Regions from separate parts of the Mus musculus genome. Here region 2 is linked to region 1. A link is a contact called in public HiChIP or PLAC-seq data. All regions are on one chromosome and are shown on one strand. The core of a region is the stretch at or near the end of the contact, and the rest is flanking DNA. Distances in the headings are between cores, read along the strand shown.

Region 1 (3,818 bases), core at 917-3,416:
CTCCCCTGTCTTTAAAAAACAAAAACAAAAACAAAAGAACTCCATCATAATCCCAGGGTAGACTGTGCTCAGAGAGAGGATATGCCAGGAGTAAGGAATTATGCCCAGTTAACAGATTCAATGACACAAAAACTCTTGGGCCATTGCAAGAACTTATAAATGAAGTACCAGTCAGATCTTAGCTTAGGTCCTCATTTCTATATCACTAACCCATTCCTGGAGCATGGGGTGGCTTTAAGTGGAAGGATATTTGACTTCTGAGTCATTTTACCCTTAAAGAATATAAAATACAAGTAGGTAACCTATCAAATCCATACCTGTAGATGGTAGGACCCACAGACCTGGCTTCCATGCATCAGCAGAACTTCGTAGGCCTTCCTCCAAGCCAGCCTGCAGCTCCATCTGGTTGGCTATGTTCATATGTGCTGCTTTGCTTACTGATAAACTTACTGAAAGTCAGGCCTAAAGGTGACCTTTCAGAGGCAATGTGTTTGGATATGAGTCAAAACAGGATGAAAGCAGAAGTTGAAATAATGCAGCCATTTAGCCCTGCACCCACTAGCCACAGGTGTTGCCTGCATGAGCTCTGAATGCTCACTTGGATCTATCTGGTCTTTATCTGTGGGGGATGGATTGTTGATTGAGGAGAGCCTAGACCCAAGGTGCAAAAAGAGCTAAATGAAGTGACCATAGGCCTGTAGTCTCATGCTGTTCTGTGGACATGCCATCAACTCTCCAGCTTTGCTCATTCTATCCCCCAAGTAAGAATGGGTGACCCACAGGGCTGGGGAGAATATGAGAAAGAAGGGATGGGTACAGTTTCTACTACAGACACCAATGGGGCTACTGAGCAGGTGCTAACTTTAGAAATGAAGTGGCTGTGGCATGCTAAAGAAAAAACAGGCCACAAAGGCCTGCTCTTCGAGCTAGGTAACATGTGGCCAGTAACCTCTGTCTGGGTTCCTGTCCTTACATGATACATTTGTATATTCACTTCTCCATCCCTACTCATTCCCCAGGTATCAGCAAATATTTGGATTTTCCTTTTCTCCTCTTACCAAGTGGAGTTTGTATTTAGATGGGCCAAAGGTAGTAAGAAAGCCTCACATTGCCTCTCCTTTGTGTCAGTAACACTGAGATGGTCCAGCTGGAGCTGGTCTTGATTGGGAAAGAGTGTGCTTATCCTCTGTGGGAATGTTCCTTTGAGTCATGAAGTCCACATAATCCACCACAAGGCAGATTTTGATATATTCTGTTTTAATATGTGAATGAGCCAAGCTCTAGTTAGTTAAAAGAAGCCTTGCTTCAAATCACAGATCTCTAAAGTGGTGGTGTGTGGGTCAGCCCAGCTGATTTCAAATGCTCTGAGTTCCTCATGGCCAGCACAGATGTACTCTGTGACTCTCATTACTGACCATGGCCCTCCTTCCTTAGCCTCTTTCCTGCCTCGTTCATTATATGGCAGTATCTAAATGTTTAGATTTCTGAAAAAGGAATGAAATTCTACTTTGTATACAAGGTAAAGTCCTAATGGGTTTGTACCATCCTCTCATTTTGCTTCCACATTACATGCTACATGTATAAGTCTGCCTAAACAGGTAGCTTAAACGTTTGTCAAAATGTCTGCCATACAGTTTGTCAAAAAGTTTAGTCTCTTTTTAAATAAATAAAAAAACCACACATGCAATTTTTTATAAACCCATGGCTCTGAGAAGGCTTGAAGATGTCTCTGAGAAGAAAACCTGTAATCCCACCTCAGATATTTATTTCCCTGTAGAGATCAGAGTTCAGGGAAGACAGTGGGGCCCTAAAGCCAAATTTGCTCACTATGGCCACACTGATGTTCCCTGGAGGTTTAAGCCAGGCTCTGTGTCTTCTATTGGTTTGTCCTTTGGTGATAAGGAGAAGGAACACATTTAATGTTCCTGAAACCCTTTGGCAGAAAACCAAGTACAAGGCTGTCCCGGCGAGAGTTCACTGTCATAACTGTGAAAACATGGCTGTTAAAAAAGCTCCATGAGAATCTGCCTCTGCAACTGTGAATCTGTAGCCCCCAGAATCCCTCTGTTTTTTTCCCCTGGAATGCCTGCATGCACAATGGACTTTTGTGTTTTCTTTATTTCTGTTTCCTTTTGTTCTTACACTATAAACGGTGGCTTTGTAATGTTTCACAGTTTTAATCTGGAGTGTACAATGTGACCACATCAAGCCACGAACACCATGGTGAGCACAGGCTCTAATTAAAGGGTCTATTCTTGTCATAGATATTGTATTTTAGGAGTCATTTTAACAGTTTTTCATATGGGGATACACCAATCAGTTTTTCTCTGCCTGGAATTCTCTGGGGACAGCACAGAGAACCCTAACATAGAGTCAGCTCCATTTTGTTTCCCACACATATGCCTAGAGTGTCTGGCAAGCTCCAGGCTGTGCCCAGGGCTGCCTGACACTGAATACCCCCCGTGCTCAGTTTTCTAGGGGCTCACAGCCAGGTAAGGGCATCCTCTGACAGTCATATGGATGTGCCAGGGCAACTTTCAGACACTGCTTCAAAGGAAAACTTCAAGTAAAGGCTAGCAAAGCACAGAGTCTCTTCCAGAGGCTGGAGTTGCTGAGGGTAGCAGAGGTGAGGAGAGATCCAGTGTGACTAGGCAGAGGGACAGCTCATGCTGAGGCTCCTAGGTCTGGGAAAGACCTGTCGCTCTCAGCTGAGGGAGCTGAGGGAGTAAGCGGCTGTTTCCTAGTTGGGTAGGTACATCAGGCCAGGAACCATGTGTTTCTGTATCAGGAGCATCCCCTGCCCATCATGGTTACAGAATAGGAAGTTCTTAGTTTGGGTGGGCATGAAAGGCGGCATACCCTCAGGCACCCAGACTCTTGAATGGCAGCCCCAGCAGCTGGGTAGACTTTCAGGGAAGATTTATCTTGGGCTCCTTGATGGCCTGGCCTTCCCTGTTGACCTGTACCTCACTCTGCATTGGTACTTTTACTTATGGTAACCTCCAAGATTGCTTAAGGTTCCTGCCCCAGAGGCTGGCTCTACCCTTATCAGAACTCAGAACTTCTTTCTTCAAACCTAATCCAACTTGAGTGCTGCTTCTCATTTGTGGGGTTGTATCTGGGCCACAAAGAGAAGAGCCTCTTTTTGAAAAGTTTTGTTAGGGCAGTGTTAGAATCATTCAGTCACTGGCTCAGGCCAGCAGTCTTACAGAGCTAACCTCTCTGTTCTGACCCAGCTGTTTCTTGGGAACCTGTATTCCTTTCCAATGACTCATTAGAACACTTACTTTTGGTTTCCTCTTGTAAACATTTACATCGTTTATTGCTCATGACTCAGTTTCCCAAAATGAACAACACATTTGCGTGTGCTATTCCATGGTGATAACTGATTTCTGCTTCATTCACCAATCAGCACTTAGCTGACTCCTGATCTCTCTCAGCTCAGACTGCACAAAAGATTTAAAAGTTGGCCTGTAGGACTTTTAGACTGTGAGAAGTCAGAGCTGGAGTTATCAGTACAGGTCACTACACCACAGAAAGTGGCTTGCTAGGGAGCCAGCCTGCACAGCTAAGTACCAGGGTTCTACTGAACTTTCTGAAGCCAAGGCATACGCAATGGCTCTTATGATCATAGGACCTAGAATGTAGCCTTCGGTAAAGGAGGAAGAGGTAGGCTTACTCATTGCTGCTGGGCTCAGGGTTGGGCCCCAATGAGGAGTCACTAAATGAGTAAGTATAAGATGTAATCCAGAAGAAAGGGTTCTGATGCCCAGCCAACCGGTACAGTAGTAACTATCTTTGCTGCTTTGTAAGTGTGC
Region 2 (3,770 bases), core at 914-3,413, 94 kb before region 1:
CCCTCCCCCACTTTGAACATCCCCCTCCCCAGCTGGCCTCCTGCTTTTTGCCAACAGCCCATTTAGCTACATGCACACCAGACAGCGTCTCCCCTCCCAGCCTACTTCCTCAAAGTCTTCTTGGCAGTGCTCACTTCCCACATACTTTTCCTTCCGTATGGCCAATGCACATCATTCTTTCCATGGGGCCCCCCTGCCCCTTGCTGGATTTGAACTCCCTGTCTGTATTAGTTCTGGAGGATGCCATGTGTGGAATTCGGTTACAAAGCCGGGCTCTGACTTCTGGGCACAGCCCAGCTCTGTACCATCAGAGGTACTGTGTCAGTGGATGGGGGTTTCGAGGGCATCCTGGAAAACAAGATGCTGGGAGACTCCTAAGAGTACAGGGTGGGCAGTCTGGGAGCTTCTGGGGACACACTCCTTACTGATGCTGCTAGGTCCCTCTGGACTCCAGGTCTCTTTACTGAGACCCCCTAAAAAGCCCTGACTCTGTTCCCCACCATCCCTCAGTCCTGGCTGTTCCAGCAGCAGGCTCAAGTGCAAGACTCTGGCTCCAGTGCAAGACTCGCCTTGAATTTCCCCTCTTGTGCCCTCACTCTGATGCTGGCTCCCCTGTCACCAATTCTCCATCCACACCCTGCCCTCCCAGGCCCAGCCACCTGTAGGCTTGTACCCAGTCACAACCAGTCCCAAGGCAGAGGCAGGCCTGCTTGCTTAACTTCCTGGACTCTAGGCTTAGGGAACGTTGGGACGGCTGAGTGCTGAAAGTGTGCCACAAGAGATGCCAGTGTGACCCAGGCCACTTGCTCATTCCGACCCTGGGCCATTCATTTGCTTCTGGTCATCCTTTGTGAATAGAGCTGGTAATCTTTCTTGTCGTAGGGTTAGATGCTATCATGAACAAGCATCGTGCACAGGCTAGAGGACTTGGGTACAAATTGCACATGTTCATTGTCTCCACGTAACACCTCAAGGTGCCTGTTACCCAGTCCCAGACATGTCTAGTTCTGAGCTTCAGTGGAAATGGACTGAGTTCCTGTGCTCACAGGCAGATTGCTGTACCGTAACTCCAAGTCTCCTGGAATACGCATGTTAGCACCCCAAAGAAGTTCTTGGTATAACTCAGTGTCAGTGTCAGCCTTTGTCTTTGGCCCTCATGTGGCAACCTCAGACTCAGCAGCTGCCCAGCAGCTCACCCTGCTGCTGGAAGCTGCCTCCCTTCTGTTCAGCTGCCCACATCACTCACTGCCCCTAGCAGCTTGCCCTCTTGCCCAGCCACCCCCGGCTTTGCTCCAGCAGGCTTCCCTGCTTTGCCACGTGTCTCCTTCCCTGTCTCTGGAAGGTGCAAACTGATGTCCCTCTCTCCAGGACCCAGATGCCTTCTGGAAATGGCAGGACAGGAACAGACCATGGAGGGTCACAAGGTGCTCATGGTGGTAAACCCAAACCTTGCTTGCTTGGTGGAGATTTGCTAAAAGCTGGCGTGCTCCTTCACATCTTGTCCTGGGGTTTCTTAGCACCTCTCTTTGGGGGACCTCAGATGCTCCGAGTCCTGGAGTTTTTAAACTGGTAGGCTCTGGATGTTCTTAGCAACCCCTCATTTTATGCTGCTTTGAATTCGTGAGTGACCCACCCAAGATCACAGGGCCAGTCCAGGGTGCAGATCCCCAGGCCCTTATTTTGTTGTATATTGTCTGTGAATATAGGAAACAGGGTGTCTCTCTCAAGGGATGCGCCTTCTGCCCCACTCCACCACCTTCTTCAGACTCAAGAATCTCTCTCCTCCCGCTGTTCATTATTCCAACCCACCTTGTCTTGACCCCCCAGTCCCTCGGGCCTCAGAACCAGGCAGGAAGGGATCAGGTCCCCTCACTGATCCCTTCTAAGCAGGACTCACCGTGGCCAGGATGTTGCCCACCCTCAGGACTGCCACGGCTGCCAGCGTCCAGGGCAGGAGCCACCTCATGCCTGGAAGTCAGCGTCACAGGAGCTACGGCTCAGCCCAGAGGATGCGGATGCCTCTCCAGGGAGCTGGGCCAGGACTGGGCTGGCCCATCAGAGCAGCGGAGAGCCTTCCTCAGCCCCCGGGGGCGTTTGTCAAAGCGACATCTGACGTCAGGCCAACAGACTAGCCCTGCATTTTCCTCTAAAAAAACTTTTTCTGCTACTCTCCCCCTCTCTCTTTTTCTTTCCTCTGTCCCCACCTCCAGCCCAGCTTGGCCAGCCTCCCCGCTCTGACAGCTCTTAAAGGGAAAGTCCCAGACTCCACAGGGTAAGGTGAATGAATTCTCACCCAGCATCCTCCACGCTCTAGGAGGGCTCAGGCTCTCCGGACAGGAGGGAGGAAACAGAAGGGTGCGGGCTGGAGGTAGGGAAGGTAGAGGCATTGTGAGGACTTTGAGAGGGCTCTGGGGATGGGGGTGGGGTGGGAGGACTTGCATCTCACTTAGCTCTTCCCTGTGCTAGCCTTTCTTCACTGTCTCCCCACCTCTGAGTCAGAGGCAAGCAAAAAAGGTTCTTATTCCAGCCAGAAATGACAAGAATTTATCACTGACACGCCTGGAGGTGCGATCTGTCAGCAGGGTCTGCCCTGCTCCTCAAGGCCATACCCACTGGTTCAGTTCCTCTCCCAGCCAGGCTGCTCTGCCAGGGATCCTCAGTCCATTAGCCTGTCTTCAGTGTCTTTGAATATTTTTTATTCTTGGAAGGACAGAACTCCTGGCCTTGGTTCTTTCCAGACCCTAGTCAAAGAAATCTCAAGTTTGCATAACAAAGAGATGGCAGGGTGGGGGTGTGTGGGGGTGGGAGTTGGGGGGTTTGGGGGATGGGGAGGAATCTTTTGAGGACCCAGATCTATAGCCTCTGCATCTTCTCAAGGGTGCTGTTCAGTCTCCTGTCTCAGATTCCCCTGTTCCCTTGCTCTCCTGTTCCTGCATCTCAGAAAAACCAGAGTGGTTCTCAGCCTGGCATTATGGACAATGAAGGTCATCTCCTAGGTACTGCCAGCCAGTGCCTGTCCTATGTTCTTCTCTTCGTCCAGACTCCATGGCACCTGCTCACTGCTGCCTGTCCCCTACCAAGTATGAAGTTTTCCTTCTGTGCACAAACCACTCCCCTCTCGTGTTTCCTGGTAGCTCAGTGTTGCTGCTTGTTTGGGGGATGCTGTCTGTTTGGAGCTGCAGTGGCTGTACCCACTGAAATCATTTTATTCCCCTCTCGGTCCACCCTCTGACTACCACACATCCCATACCTCCTTCCTGCCCCCCCCCATCTCCATGAGGATGTCTCCACCCCCTACCCCCACTCCACCAGACCTCTAAATTCCCTGGGGCCTCCAGTCTCTTGAGGGGTTAGTTGCATCTTCTCTGATTAAATCCAGACCCAGCAGTCCTCTGCTTTATATTTGTTGGGGGCTTCATATCAGCTGGTGCATGCTGCCTGGTTGGTGGTCCAGTAACTGAGAGATCTAGGGGATCCACATGAATTGAGGCTGTTTGGGGACCTCATTTCTTGAGAGAGAGAGGGGCGAGGGGGAGAGGAAGAGGGAGAGGGAGAGGGGGAGGGGGAGGGAGGGAGAGAGAGAGAGAGAGAGGTAGAGAGAGAGAGAGAGAGAGAGAGAGAGAGAGAGAGAGAGAGAGATTCATGTGATGGCTGGAACTGAAGCAGCCATTTTGGTATAAGAACAAGCCCCTGAGACTGATGAAAAGATCTGGGTTCCTGGGAGTTTATCTTCTTATTGAACCAAATATGAAATGAATCAGCAACTCATG

What was found. HiChIP or PLAC-seq counts read pairs in DNA pulled down with a chosen protein or histone mark.
Region 2: an H3K4me3 HiChIP or PLAC-seq map of the SCID.adh cell line shows a contact between it and region 1, with 39 read pairs. The contact joins the promoter of Ccn4 here to the enhancer-like site in region 1. A contact is called at or near these places in 9 of 39 promoter capture datasets (the 3T3-L1 cell line, the C10 cell line, the HPC-7 cell line and 5 more), 3 of 15 datasets of contacts at CTCF or cohesin (CD8 T cells, the NIH/3T3 cell line and pro-B cells), 38 of 484 Hi-C or Micro-C datasets (the 63-12 cell line, the AML12 cell line, B cells and 25 more), 14 of 115 datasets of contacts at active chromatin or transcription factors (CD8 T cells, DN3 thymocytes, the SCID.adh cell line and 10 more) and 4 of 9 other capture datasets (adipose tissue, liver, macrophages and 1 more).

What each region holds. Positions count from the first base shown.
Region 1 is chr15:66,795,324-66,799,141 of GRCm38.p6, reverse strand. All of the region lies in intron 41 of Tg (thyroglobulin), which reads right to left. The region is part of intron 3 of Sla (src-like adaptor); the gene reads left to right. Among named protein-coding and RNA genes, the nearest start is that of Sla, 35 kb to the left of the region's middle. Within about 2 kb of position 2,166, at least 65 of the 459 cell types and tissues checked have an H3K27ac peak or open chromatin away from gene starts, as enhancers often do. A contact at or near this core is called in the 63-12 cell line, the C2C12 cell line, CD8 T cells and 10 more, where this site is marked.
Region 2 is chr15:66,889,762-66,893,531 of GRCm38.p6, reverse strand. Ccn4 (cellular communication network factor 4) reads right to left here and starts at 2,163. Exons shown (of 5, transcript NM_018865.3): 1 at 1,898-2,163. The coding sequence starts at 1,966. It overlaps Gm46514 (a long non-coding RNA gene), which reads left to right and starts at 2,201. Exons shown (of 3, transcript XR_001781648.2): 1 at 2,201-2,272.